Regions from separate parts of the Mus musculus genome. Here region 2 is linked to region 1. A link is a contact called in public HiChIP or PLAC-seq data. All regions are on one chromosome and are shown on one strand. The core of a region is the stretch at or near the end of the contact, and the rest is flanking DNA. Distances in the headings are between cores, read along the strand shown.

Evidence for each region. HiChIP or PLAC-seq counts read pairs in DNA pulled down with a chosen protein or histone mark.
Region 2: an H3K4me3 HiChIP or PLAC-seq map of embryonic basal ganglia shows a contact between it and region 1, with 4 times the contacts expected there. The contact joins two enhancer-like sites. A contact is called at or near these places in 4 of 39 promoter capture datasets (cranial neural crest, embryonic stem cells and liver), 6 of 484 Hi-C or Micro-C datasets (the AML12 cell line, the N1E-115 cell line, the P5424 cell line and 3 more), 1 of 115 datasets of contacts at active chromatin or transcription factors (embryonic basal ganglia) and 2 of 9 other capture datasets (embryonic stem cells and macrophages).

Annotation. Positions count from the first base shown.
Region 1 is chr3:69,271,293-69,278,812 of GRCm38.p6, forward strand. No RefSeq gene overlaps it. Among named protein-coding and RNA genes, the nearest start is that of Gm40070, 20 kb to the left of the region's middle. Within about 2 kb of position 3,484, at least 43 of the 459 cell types and tissues checked have an H3K27ac peak or open chromatin away from gene starts, as enhancers often do. A contact at or near this core is called in embryonic basal ganglia, where this site is marked.
Region 2 is chr3:69,705,846-69,713,365 of GRCm38.p6, forward strand. No RefSeq gene overlaps it. Among named protein-coding and RNA genes, the nearest start is that of Nmd3, 12 kb to the right of the region's middle. Within about 2 kb of position 3,371, at least 17 of the 459 cell types and tissues checked have an H3K27ac peak or open chromatin away from gene starts, as enhancers often do. A contact at or near this core is called in embryonic basal ganglia, where this site is marked.

The DNA.
Region 1 (7,520 bases), core at 2,234-4,733:
CATCTACTGTTTTGCACCGACCAAAAGAATGTAACAAAGGTAATGGGAAGTACTTCTGTGATCGACATTTGCTGTAGAAGACTGTCTTGCTAGTAAACGTAGTCTATTGACTCATGTTGTGAAAATGTCTTCCCTGCAGGAGACAAAAATGATGTCTTCCCCTATTCCTAAGGTCAACAACAAACTGAGGCATTGAGTCTGGAGAACTAATGAGTATTTTGGGAACTCTTAACAGAGCATAGGTGAGGAACTGCCTAAAGGGTGTAGGTGTTCCCCTTACAACAGGTTGCACATGATAAGACTTTAGCACTCAGGGATGAAGGCTTCCACATAGCCACATAGATGGACCCCCCCCCACCACCGTCTTGCCTGGCTTATATACTCTAGCCCTTCCCCAAGCTCAAGTACAATTAAAGCAGAATTGTGTACAACAGATCATAGGGTGAAGCTGGATATTCAGGAGAGGATCTTATGATCCCGTGCCTCATTGGGGTGTGTGTGTGTGTGTGTGTGTGTGTGTGTGTGTAAGTGGTCAACAAGCTCAGTTGGGATAATTCTTTTGCCAGAGGATGCAGCTGAACTCCCCGAGATGGTGCTTTCTTGGCTGGGAGGACAGTGACTCACATCACCACTCCTTGCTGACTTGATGACGTTATAGGCATGTTTAGGAAACTTAACATGGCAGAGAACTGCCTGTGGCTGCTAAGAGCTAATCGTGGTCTGGAGGAGCTGCTGAGCACTGCAGCCAGAGGAATGTTGGCGGCTCTCAATCATGGCCTGCAGCCCCACCACCGCCTGGGGGAGGGACTCTGCCAACAAACAGTCAGATGCGCAAGTGGGAATAGAGCCCTGTCAGTACCTTGATTACAATTGTGTGACCCCAGCGGCACACTCAGGTAGACACAGCAAACCCCCTACACCATAGGAAGGGAAACAAGTTGTTTTCCAGTGTTGGGTTTGTGGTGATTTTATGGGCAGCAGGATAACAGATATAACTAATCTATTTAGATCGTACTTTTGAACTGCTTTTATTTTTAGATAATTGAAAATTCTAGAAATAAATATTAGGAAAAGTTGATGGAGGCTGGAGAAGTGTCTCAGTGTATAAAGGCACTTGTCACCATGCTCGATGACCTGAATTCAAATTCTAGGGCCTATGTCACACACACACATAAGCACACACGCACATACAGAGATGCACACAGAGACATACAACACACACACACACAGAGATAGAGTGAGACAGACAGACAATACAGAGATGCATACAGAGACACACAGACACACATACAACACACAGACACACAGAGACACAGACACAGAGAGAGAGAACACAAAGACACACACAGAGATACAGACACACAGAGACACACAGACACATAAAGAGAGAGAACACACACACAACACACACAGACACACACACACACACACAGATACATACACAATACACACAGACACACAGAGAGAAATATATACACAGAGAGACACACAGACACAGCACATATAGACACAGAGAGACACACACACCACACAGAGACACACACATAAAACACACAGAGAGACACACAGACACATAGACACACACAGAGACACAGACTCAGGAGCTAAGCAGGAAGGAGGCTGAACTTGAGAAGAGATGTGAAGCGGGTGAGGGCAGACGTGAACAGCCCAGGGAAAGCCCCGCACAGTGAATCCACTCTGACTGACCTTGAGCTTCGCCTCCGGAACACACCAGAAACAGTGCCTCGATAGACACAGAAGGCTGTGAGTGGAACGGCCACGTATGCAACAACATACCCAGTTTAACCCTTTTGTACATAGAAACTATGCCTACTTTGAGAAAAATATGTTTGCACAATTTATTCCAATTAAATGTGAGTCGGCAGAAATAATTCAAGGAAATAAAAAAATGATCAATGATCTTTAAGAAATAGTGGCCAGAGATAGAACCAGTGAGGACTCTGCTTAAATCTATGCAGTTAAAGTGTGGTCATCGAGTTAAATGTGGTCATTAAGTAGGATTACTAAAGTAGGATGGGCCTGGGCGTAGCATAGAGAAGGCTTGCCCAGTTTTGTGTTCAGCTCTGAGCTCACACTCATACACTACAGAAAGCAAAATAAGAGTATCGGAAAGCCAGTGGAAGTATTCATAAGTAAGTGCATGTGGGTAAGGGAACATTTATAACTTTAGGTTCAGACTTGGGGGTGGGTGCGGGGGAGAATCTTGCTGCGTGACCCAGGATAGCCTTGAGTGTCTAATCACCCTGACCCGGCCTCTGGAGCGCCAACACCACACTCCCGCTGGATTCAGATTTTTAAAAGGGAAATCTAGGAAACTACAAATTAGGAGCTAAATGTCAGGAAGATAACTGATAAACACATTAAATTTATTATATAAAACCTTTATCTTTTTAAACATACTTCTATTGATTATTTGAGAACTTCACTAAATGTACCCTTACTTTCCAGTCCTTCTAGGTCTGCCCCCATGCCCATCCTTTTGGCCTCCCCCAGGAAAAAACAAGGCCAATTTGTGTTGCCCATATAGTCACTGGCACATGACCAAACTCTCAGTGGCCTGCCCTGTAAAGAAAAGTGAGTCCTTCCGCCCCCCCCCCCTCATACCCCAGTCAGTAGCGTTCTATTGTGGCAAGCTACACGCCAGCATCCTGATCACAATTTTTAAGAGTTCTCTTCAATGGCTTCCTGTTTGGGTTGTTACTTTTTTTCTTTTGGAGGGGTAGGGGGCAGTTGTCGCAGAAACCCAGAATGTCTTTCTCCACTGTGAGTCTGCAGTCATTGTTGCTACTGCTGGAGTTTCCTTGTCCTTTCCAGTCAGCAGAAGCGGAACATGGAGTACAACAAGGTACCCGGTGACAGCACGGACTACAGACATCCATCTGGCCTCTGTTTAAGCTCGTGCCATGAACCTCAGCATGGTCTCCAGTGTCAGTATAGGCCACGGACGCCGACAAGATCCTTGGCAGCAGCCTTTGCCCTCAGAGTAGGTATGATATCTAAAGCTTTGCCTTTCGGCTGAAGGGCACCAATAAAGATCATTGCTTATAGGTAAAACATGAAAAATAGCTCTGAAGGGAAGAAGTGATAATGAGAGAACGCATCTAGCACACTTTCTGCAGGAATCCTGCACCCTGCACAGACCCAGAACTCCTGTGGGGAGCCGAGTCTCCGGGAGTCTGTCTCCTTGCTCGAGTGACCATTCTTAGCCTCGTACTAGATGAAAGCTCACATTCGAGGACCCTGGCAACTTTACTTATAATGCGAACACCAGGCCAGCAGTAGGAAAAGCAGGTCAGCAGACATCATCATTTGTTCTCATGCCAGGTAGCAGAGTGAAGAGAAGAGTCAGCTACTGACTAGCGATGGCCCAGCATTCGGAATAGTCCCCAGCTCAAGTAAGCCCCGCATCTTTGGCTGAGAGGATAAAAGAAGCAGCCACGTTGGGAGGGAGACAAAGGCTTCCGCTGCAAGCATGGTGGGGCACGTGACTAACGGGTACAAAAGAGCTATTTCTGTGATGGTGCCTCAGCCTGAGGAGACAGGCAGCACACTCATTTCCAATTAGCTGACTCAATCCGCTACCCTCGTGTGTGTGTGTGTGTGTGTGTGTGTGTGTGTGTGTGTGTGTGCCTGCAGCATAGTATGTATGTACCTATGAGTGCATGGAAGCCAGAGAAGACATCAGGTGCTCTGCTGTGTCATTTTCCACATTACTCCTTCGAGACAGGGTGTCTGCAGCCTGGATGGGCTGGAGACTGTAAGTCCCAGTAGAATCTTCCTGCTCTGCCTCCCATGGAGCTGGGGTTGCCGTCACGCGTGTGGCCATGCCTTGCTTCTTACATGAGTGCTGGTGATTCGGATTCATGTCCTCGTGTTAGTATAGTTAGCACTTCTACCCAGTGAGCCATCTCCCATCATCTCCACTGTCTGCCTTCTACAGTGATTTGTGCATGCATATATATATATATATATATATATGTGTGTGTGTGTGTGTGTGTGTGTGTGTGTGTGTGTGTGTGTGTGTAACCTTTATGGCAGAAAGTAGAAGACTTCATAGGACTTCCCTTCCATTTCATTAATGATCATGTTACACAAAGCTCGCCTGGATTGAACACCTTTTGGTAAATGTGGAAAGTGAGCCAAGATGCGCAGACTCTGGATTATCTAGGTCCAGGGGACATCTGTTGAAAGACAAGGACAGCCAGACATGGTGAAACTTGTCTTTACTCCCAGCATCTGGGAAGCAGAGGCGGGTAGAGCTCTGTGCGTTTGAGACTAGATTGGCTCATATAGTGAGATCTGGACCAGCCAGGGTTATAGAGTGAGGCCATGTCTCAAGAAGAAGGAGGAGAATTAAGTCTCCTGCCTTAATTAACAGTGACTTGTTAGTTACTTCTTGGAGGACAGTGATCAGGAGACTGCTTGATGTGAGTTACCAGCAAGAATCACATATACCAGGAGATAGATGTCCCAAGTGTGCCATCCCAGGCTGCAGGAGCCTGTAAAGCTCCTTTGGGAACATTAGCAAGGGGTTGCACCAGAGACGAGCACAGAGGCTCCCTTTAGTTTTACACTTGTACTTTTGTTCATCCTTCGAACCAAATATGGATTGGAGCTAAAATAAGTTTGAAATCAATGGTTCCAAGACCTGTTACTCATAGCAGGACTAGTTTAGAGTTAGAAGATGTAAATGTTAGGACGTTATCCACTTTAGCAAACATACACTTGTGGGCTTTGTGTCAACGGAAAGTCCTGTGATGTAGGGGCCCAGCCGGGAGCTTCCCAGGTGCCAGAGGGCTCCCACACAGCCCTGGCTTATATGCTCACCGTTGCAAATGTAAAAACCAGGGGAAAGCCTATCACCGAAGCCTCTCCCAGGGAGAAGACTTGGTGGCTGGGAAGCATTCATACATTCATTCATTAAATATGAACTCAGAGCTTTCTGAAGGCTTGCAATCATCCTGGGTTCTGGCATGATTCGTGGGTAGAAAGCCAAAGCCTCGTTCTGATGGGGAGTGTTCCCGTGGGGGATACAGATAGCAAATAATAAGTGCATAAAATAGCAGCGATGGAGGCTATGAAGACTGCTAATGCAGGGCGATGGGAGAAGAGATGGACTGTTCATTGCTCTCTTTTCTGACTGTGGATGTAAAGTGACCAGAAGCTTCATGCCCCTGTCAGAGTGACTTCCTGCAGAGATGGACCGACAACTTTCAACTGTGAGCTAAGATAAACCTTTTCTTCCCTGGGTTGCTTTTGTCAGAGTGTGTTGTCAGACCAACTGGGAAAGAAACTAAGACTCCTTACAGTCTTTATTCTCCTCTTCCTCTCCTTTTGTTTTCTTTCCTTTTGTGTTTCGAGACAGTGTTTCCTGGTGTACTCCTGGAACTCCCTCTGTAGACCAGGCTGGCCTTGAACTCACAGAGACCCTGCCTCTGCCTCCCAAATGTTGGGATTAAAGGTGTGTGCCAACCACTGCTCAGCAACAAGTTTTCTTTTCTATGTGTTTGTAATTTTTATGCTTCTATATATTAATTATAAATATTAATGAGTTTAATGATGAGCACTTGACACTAACTATATACTGTATTTTGATCAACTTACCCCAGATAACCCCTTCTCATCCCCCATTCTCACTGATCCCTTTTCTCTTACAACCAATCACCTTTCCATTGTTATGTCTAGCCACTAGAAAGTCACCCAAATAGCTGTTTCAGAGATATTGATATTTATATAATACTTATTTAATTTTAGTTTATTAATATCATCTGGCTTTCTTTACTGAAATTGTATTTGTTATATATTATTTATTTCATATTAAACTGCTCTAGCAATAACTGAAAACACAACTATAGCTATGAAGATTGTGATGTGTAACTTTTTTTCCAGCACTATTATTTTGTTGGTATGGGAGATTTCCTGTGACTCCAGAATAGATTCCAGTAATGGAGAATTTGGCTTTGGCTTAATATTTACAACTTTGTCTTTTCTAATAGCATGCTCTTTGGTTACACTTATTTTAACATACATTTTCTTCCTTCCCGATGTTTTATTCTTTATAATATCAATTTACAAATTACAGAACCCATATAGGAGAAATAGATCTAATATAGAGATATTCCTCTTACAATTATTTCAGTAGATGGTGCAGAAAATTATTTATATTTTGTATTTATTTTTATCCTTACTTGTGTTCCCATGACTCTAGCTACCATGTGTGTCTCTCATAGCTACCATGCACACACGATAACATCAATAATAGTTTTCTCCTCTGATAGCATGCATAGCACCTTCCAGCACTCTGAAAGCTATCCAGTAGGGAAGAAGTACCAGCTTGATTTCTCTGCATTTATGATCCAAGTATGTGGTGCCTTCAGCAATAGGGCCTTCCCATCAAGTTGTGGAGGGTAGTCAGGAGCACTGACGGTAGCCTACAATGTCTAGGAGGCCTGTAGGACCTCACTGACCAACAATTCCAAAGAGGAAACACATTCCTATTAGAATAGAGAAGTTCCACCAATGTTGCCCAGCTGTGACCCCTAGGAGCTACAATAATGGCTGTCCTGGTGAGGCAATCACACATTTGTGTAATAGTGGTGTGAACGTCATAGGAATAACCAACCACCCTATGATTGGATTGAAAGCTTACTCCACACCAAGGTACTTCATACCTTGCACGGAAATCAGTGCCAAGAGCTTGTGACGAGGTAGGTCAGAGGTGCTAGGGGAGAGGCCACTACTATTACTCTGTTAAATAGGCACAGTATCAGGCTAACTCCTGATGACTTATTATATCCATACTGAGGTTTAATTAAGTTATTTGTATTCTAGATATGAATCCTCTGACAGAAGTATAGCTGATAGTGATTTTATCTGATTCTATAGGCTGCCTTTTGACTTGACTGACAGTTTCTTTTGGTGTATAGAAGCTTTTAAATTGTAGAAGACCCCATGAAATTGTCAGTTATTGGTCTTATTTCCTTAGGTATTAGAGTCCTATTCAGAAAGTCCTTATCTATGCCTATATCATTTTAAAATGTTTATTTACTTTTATTTTATGAGTGTTTTATCTGAATGTATGTAAGCAGACCACATATATGCAGTACCTACAAAGATCAAAAGAGAGACATCAGATTCCCTGTAACTGGAATTACACATAGTTATGAGCCACCATGTGAGTGTTGGGAATTGAACCCAGGTCCTCAACAAGAGCGATGAGTGCTCTTAGCTCTTGAGCCATCCCTCTATTCCCTAGGCCTATATGTTTTAGGATGGGTAATGAGGCACGAATACTCTTCCTAGTCCTATCCTGGAACTCACTACATAGACCAAGCTGGCCTTGAACTCACAAAGAACTGCCTATCTCTGCATCCCAAGTACTGGGATGAAATATGCCTATGTCTTGACGTGTATTCCATACACTTTCCTCTGATAGTTTTAGAGTTTCAAGTTTTATGTTGAGATCTTTGATGCATTTGGAGCTTCTGGTGGTGAGAGAT
Region 2 (7,520 bases), core at 2,121-4,620, 430 kb after region 1:
CACACACTGTTTAAAGTGCTGAGCACAGGCAGCCGTGAATGCTCCTCTGTAGATGGGACATTCATATCCATCTGCCACCTCTAAACCTAAGGCTTAGGGAAATGTCTTAGTCAGGGTTTCTATTCCTGGACCAAACATCATGACCAAGAAGCAGTTGGGGAGGAAAGGGTTTATTCAGCTTACATTTCCACATTGCTGTTCATCACTGAAAGAAGTCAGGACTGGAACTCAAGCAGGTCAGGAAGCAGAAGCTGATGCAGGGGCCATGGAGGGATGTTCTTTACTGGCTTGCTTCCCCTGGCTTGCTCAGCCTGCTCTCTTATAGAACCCAAGACTACCAGCCCAGAGATGGCACCACCCACAAGGGGCCTTTCCCCCTTGATCACTAACTGAGACTCCCTCCTTGATCACTAACTGAGAAAATGCCTCATAGCTGGATCTCATGGAGGCATTACCCCCACTGAAGCTCCTTTCTCTGTGATAACTCTAGCTTGTGTCAAGTTGACACAAAACTAGCCAGTACAATTGACCCCTTGTCAACTTGACACACGAACACATCACTAGTAAGCCTCAACTCTTAGTTTCTTATTCATCCCCAAGATCTAAACAACTTTAAAAGTCCCACAGTCTTTACATATTAAAAGTTCAATCCTTTTAACATATCCAATATCTTTTAAAAATCCAAAGTCTTTTTACAATTAGAACTCTCTTAACTGTGGGATCCACTAAAATATCATCTTCCTTCAAGAGGGAAAATATCAGGGCACAGTCACAACCAAAAAAAAATTAAACTCCAAATGTCCAATGTATGGGATCCAATTCATGATCTTCTGGGCTCCTCCAAGGGCTTGGGTCACTTCTCCAGCCATGCCCTTTGTAGTACACACGTTGTCTTCTAGGCTCCAGCTGCTGTACTCCACTGCTATTGCTGTTGTTGGTGGTCATCTCGTGGTCCTGGCATCTCCAAAACACTGCATGACCCCTTCAATCCTGGGCCATCAATTGCAACTGAAGCTGCACCTTCACCAATGGCCTTCCATGGCCTCTCACAGTCCCGAACCTCAGCTGCTCTGCATGACCCCTTCATGACTTCAAAACCAATACCACCTGGTGACTCTTGCACATTACCAAGTCCTGCTGCAGCAGGAGTACAATTTTGGCTATCTCTGGAACACAGCCTCTTTGTGCTTTCAGAAAACACTTCCCAGAAGATGTCACCTCAGCGATGCTGGTCTCTTCTTAATCACCGCTAATTTCTTAGCTCCAGCTAACCAGCATCAATAGTCCCAGTAACGCAAAGGTTTTGCTTTAGTAGTTCTGGTATCTTGTTAATCACAGCTGATTCTTCAGCCCCAGCTACCCAGAACCACAGAATCTTCACAATCAAAATAGCAATGACCCCAAGTCTTTAATATTCCCTTTGAAATTTCACAAGCCAGGCCTCCATCTTCTTGACTGTTCTCAACCTTATCTTCCTAGCTTCTACACAGCATCCCACAAAGCTCTTAACACCGAATGGATCTTCTAGTCCAAATTTCCAAAGTCCTTCCACAGTTCTCCTCAAAACATGGTCAGGTTGTCACAGGAATACCCCACTATGCTGGTACCAATTTGTCTTAGGGTTTTTATTCTTGGACAAAACATCATGATCAAGAAGCAGTTGAGGAGGAAAGGGTTTATTCAGCTTACATTTCCATATTGCTGTTCACCACTGAAAGAAGTCAGGACTGGAACTCAAGCAGGTCAGGGAGCACAAGCTGATGCAGGGGCCATGGAGGGATGTTCTTTACTGGCTTGCTTCCCCTGGCTTGCTCAGCCTGCTCTCTTATAGAACCCAAGACTACTAGCCCAGAGATGGCACCACCCACAAGGGGCCTTTCCCCCTTGATCACTAATTGAGAAAATGCCTCACATCTGGATCTTATGGAGGCATTTCCCCAACTGAAGCTCCTTCCTCTGTGATAACTCCAGCTGTGTCAAGTTGACACAAAACTAGCCAGTAGAGCAAACATTGCGAAGACAGGTGGAAAGAATGTAAGAGGCAGAGGCTGGGGAGCTAGAGCAAGAGTCTGTCACCAATGGCTCTGGAGGTCACACCTGGAAGGGCTGTAAATTTAATTCACAGATCCAGACTTATCGATTGGGGATAATCCACTCCCCATATGAGAGTACAGTGAAAGATTAAAGAAAAAGAAGAAAGAAAAGAAAGAAATGGAGAGGAGAAAACAGATGGGTCCAGTACGTTACAGTGCAACTTCCTGGGCGAGAGGGGTCTTCTCAGTTGCAACAGAGCTGGCTTACTGCACTCTGAGTCAGAAGGAGAATGCGATCGTACAATGATTTGATTTCATCTAGGCTGCTTCACTTGGTTGATCTTAAGCTCAGACCGAGGATGAAGGTAAATTACCAATGCTGCTGATGGTAACAGTCTGTTTATAGGGCTCTGTACCGCTGTGAGGGGTTTTCACGGTTTTAGTGTGATGGGAACACTATATGGGGGTGGGGTGGGGGAACAGATCAAGGTCACCCAGAGTTGTTATGAGGCAGGTGCAACTCAGTATTACAGCACACTATTCAACCTGAATCCCTATATACTAAAGAAAAAAAAAGTGCTTGTAGAAAGAATGAAAAATATCTTCCCTAGTCATTGATTATCTAATTGTATAGTAGCCAGTCACCCTGTCTCTATACTATATTTCAAAAGATGACTTACTTATTGAATAGTGAGTGACCTGTGTTAAGCACTGTTCCAGGCAAGTTTACAAACATTATCTTAGCCGTTGCAGCTACAAATATTTTCTTACCTGCCATTACCAATGTTACAAACATCTGTGCTGTTTAATCCCATTTTATCGATGAGGAAGACAAAGCTTTAAGTGAACAGGACTTCACAGCGAAAACAGATTTGTGTTCTCAGTGCCGAAAGCATCTTAACGTTCGAGAGACATCAACAGAGTATGAAGTTGGTGGGTTTAATCTTTTAGAATATAGTATGTGCAAAAATTATTTATGATCTGCAATCCTCCCACCCAGGACTGGGTCTTATTTTAAAGGAAGCAGGCAACTGAATCTCAGTGACAAATGAATTGCTAAGATTCTAGAATAAGTCAAGTCTGTTATGCCATGAATAGGTGCAAAAAAGTCTTGCAGCTAAAAGCTTTCCTCTGTGTGTGAAATTAAAGCTTTGAGTATATGCCAAGCCACCGACAAATAAACCTCAAACTCCCGGCTGCTGCTTAGCCTCTCGGAAGCTGAGGACGTTAATGAGTTTATCTGAGAATTGGTTGAATGAAGCACATTTTCCCTGAGCCGTCTGATGGCTTGCTGGTGTATGGATTATAGGTTATTGGAGAGGGGTCACAGTTGGCAGTGCAGCTGATGGAGCAGCAAACACACAGGCCTCATAATGAAGGAGGGAAGCAAAATCGTTCCACAGAAGGGATTAGGGTTCTAATTGGTTTTCTCAAGGCACTTGCAGACTCTATTCAGGAGCTAATTTCGAATTTTAAAGAAATATTTGATGAGTGTAGTCACGGCCATTTACGGTTCTCAATTTTACATTCATAAATATTTATTAGATACATTACTGGGCTCTAAAGAGCAGCCTAATAATATTTACCAAGAACAGCCGGCTATTAGACTTCTTAACTTAGCGCTTCTGACTGTGTTAATTTTGGCCCTGAATGTGCCAATTACTATGCCTGCTTAGGGACTCTGAGCTTGAAAGGGAAAGAAGTGCCAGAGTAGCAGGAAGTTATTTAAAAATTAACAAGAAAAGAACAGGCTAGGAGGAGGTGGTGGCTCAACTCCCCCTCTTCTGGTCAACCACCTTCCTCTGCTCAGATCCTCTCCCCTCTGCCGATGTCATCATCCTCTCCCCTCTGCTGACATCATCATCTCCTTTCTGCTGACATCATCATTCTCTCCTCACTACTGACATCACCATCTCCCCTCTGCTGACAGTATCACATCTCCCCTCTGCTGACATCATCATCTCCTTTCTGCTGACAGTATCACATCTCCCTCTGCTGACATCATCATCTCCTTTCTGCTGACATCATCATCCTCTCCTCACTACTGACATCACCATCTCCCCTCTGCTGACAGTATCACATCTCCCCTCTGTAGATTAGATTTGTCTCCCCTGAACTATTGGGAAACATTATGCAAAGAAGCAGGAACTGCAAAGAATCCTCGGATGGCTCTGTACCTGAGTGGCATGGGCAGTGAGTAGGGTTACACACTGGTAATTTCCTATAGTGAGCCCCATTGCCCATGTATTACACAAGCATGGTACCTGTGTGTGCAGGGCCTCTGAGCTGCTTAGCTGCATGATTTTGGGTTGTGTTTCTGATTGCAGGACTCTAAAGTCTGGTCTGCCATTCCCACTCCTTTGCATTCTGGGATCTACTGAAATTGTATTCACAATTTCTTTTTCTGCTAAATAAGCTGGAGTCCATTTCTACTGCTTAGAAATAAGAACATCAGATGATGCAGTAACTAATTCAAGTTTTTTTTTTTTTTTAAAACTATGTTAGGCCCAACCAAAAAACCAAAACACAACACAAAGCAAAACAAAACAACAACAAAAAAAAAACAAACCCATGGATTAGATTTGGCGTGTTGTGTACCAGTTTGAAAACTGTGTTAAATTACTAAAGTTGGGGGAAAAATACAAGTGGAGCCCATTCCAGTTATATTTCCTTTCCCCACCTCTCCTATTTATCAAAGCAATGTCTTTTTGAAAGGGCTTTTTTTTGTTATTATATTTGATAAATGCTATATAGTTCGAGGGAAAATCAGGGTTGAGTGGGAAAAAAACTACTCCATAGAACACATCTAATTTAAGGTCTTTTTCCCACTTTTTTTTTTTTTTTTGAGACAGAATTCCATGTAGACCAGGTTGACCTCAGCCCTATTATGTAGCCAAGGATGCCCCCTCCCCGACTTTCTGATTCTCTTACCTCTACTTCTTTTTTTAAAAATTTATTTATACATAAGTACATGGTGTAGCTGTCTTCAGATGCACCAGGCATCAGGTCTCATTACGGGTGGCTGTGAGCTACCATGTGGTTGCTAGAATTTGAACTCAGGACCTTTGGAAGAACAGTCAGTGCTCTTACCTGCTGAGCCATCTCACCAACCCTTACCTCCACTTCTTAAGTGCCTTTCTCATAGGCATATGGTCCACTCCAAACTTCAGTTTAAAATCTTTTAACTTTCCCAACATAGTGCCAGTGACAAGCTGGCAGGAAAATACTTATTCCACAGTGCTGGGGGTAACATGCAGCCGGGAGGAGGAAATGCTTGAAGGAGGACAAAGGGGCCTTTCCTCTTTCTCCTTTATACACTTCCAGACCAGCACACGTCCACAACAACCTAGAGACACTCGAAGTATGGGTCATATGACTACCCTTGAAAGAGATGCCTTTGCTCACTGACAAGGGGTTGCACCCGGCTTTTAGATGCGCAGATCCGCGAGGTGGAGCTCTTATTCCCTGCACTGTATAGCCCTCGTCCACATTTCACCTGTGCAGCATCATGCTGTCCAAGAGATTTAGCTATGCATTAGCTTATCTGCCTATTCCTAATTACCACACCCTTGGAGCTGGTATTCATCTGGATTTACTCTACTATCTTGAGTCTAGAGAAATAAGCAGGATACAACCAGGTTGTTATAAACTCAGATTATACACTCTCCTGGGTGACAGGTATATTCATTAGAAAAATGCATTTAAAATTATGACCAAGTTATTTTTAAGATGAAGATTTCAAAATTATGCTTTTAGCAATAGAATATTTGTATTCTTCAAAAACAAAATATAATCTAATTGTAATGTCTTTTATCAAATCCAAAACAAAATACAAGTGCTGGCATGAATAGGAGCAAAAGGGAAACCCCGAACGAACACTGCTGGGAACAAGTGTGGCTGCTGTGGAGGTCACTTGGATGTTCCTTTAAACATAGAAGATCTATCACACGGCTCTATCACTCACCATATGGACCTACAGGAATGGAAGTTGGCATTCCTTTCTGATACCTGCATTCTCATGTTTATTGTAGTGCTCACTATCCACAGATCAAGTAATAGACTCAGTGTGGAGGAATTTTAATCTAGCCAACTTGACTGCTCTGGCAAGGGATCATATCTAAAGACCTTCTAGGTCTATGTGATCTGGCTGGAATGCAGACACACCTTCAATACCGTTAATCCCAAACAAAGATGTCTAATGGAGGGGCAAAGTGATGAATTAGAGAAAGATTTCACAGAATGAGTCAGAGAGAAGACACACCCAAGTCTCTCAAGACGCTATTTAAGAGCAGTGCAGGATGAGAGAGAGTGAGTTAGGGGCGGAGTCAGTTGGAAGTCAGTGCAGTGACTGCAGTGGAGTTGCATTTGTTCCTGAGCTCCGTGCAGTTCGGTGCAGGACAGCAGAGGCAGCTGAAGTCAGAAAATAAGGAGTCAGAAGCTTAGAAATGTCCCCAGCGACAGCATACCATGACATGGATGGCATCTGGAATCCTGAGAAGCGGGAGACACATCCCTCCAGGGGACCCACCATCAGAAATAAGGAACTGACCACAGCAGGCCTGGGCAGAGACATCTCAGAAGCCTGTGGGCAGCTGTTTGTAAAAAAGTTCTCAGTTCTCCTAACTCTAGCCCTGCACAACAGCTATATAGATTTCATTTGTGCGTGACTGTTTTTCAGTTTGCATTGGTGTGCATAATTATTCTATTATATCTGACTTTCCTACTCCCTTCTCCTTCTGCTGTGGTGAAAATTCTATGAAACTAGATGTTCCTTGATGTAATGATTTTTAAACAATAAAAAATGGAGGCACAGGGGCACAGCACAGCATAGTCCTAATGGTCCAGGTGCATGTTGTATGCTCTCATCTTAGAAACAATGTAGTAATTGCACAATGGTAGTTTCATATTAATGTTTGACTTGCTAAGAAAGCTTGGAGAAATTATGTTTAGAAATAAATTAAGAAAATTAAGCAGAGCCAATATTGGGACACCGAGAAAGGAAAAAGCTATTGTAGTTTTGAAATGAGTTTTGTACAACATTTGAGAGTGGTTCCTGGTTTCCTTTGGATATGTGTGAATATGAAAATACAGAATACATAAAATCATATACTAGTAAAACTAAGTCAAAACACTGGGACTCTTAGGAGAGTCATTGTGTGCTGCAATGTGCAGAAGCAGAAGCTAGGAGAACAGACGAGTTAAGGGTTAACTTGACTCTTTCTGGCCACCCCCTGGCACCTTTGCCCATGTCATTTATCTTTAGAGCTTCAAAAGAAAATGCAAGTAGCTGACCTTGAAGCTCTGAGTTCTGAAATATAGTAAGTCAAACGTTAAAGTTTAGGTCTAGAGAGATGGCTCAGAGGTTAAGAGCACTGACTGCTCTTCTAGAGGTCTTGAGTTCAATTCCCAGCAACTACATAGTGGCTCACAACCATCTCTGATGGGTTCTGGTGCCCTCTTCTGGTGTGTCTGAAGGCAGCAACAGTG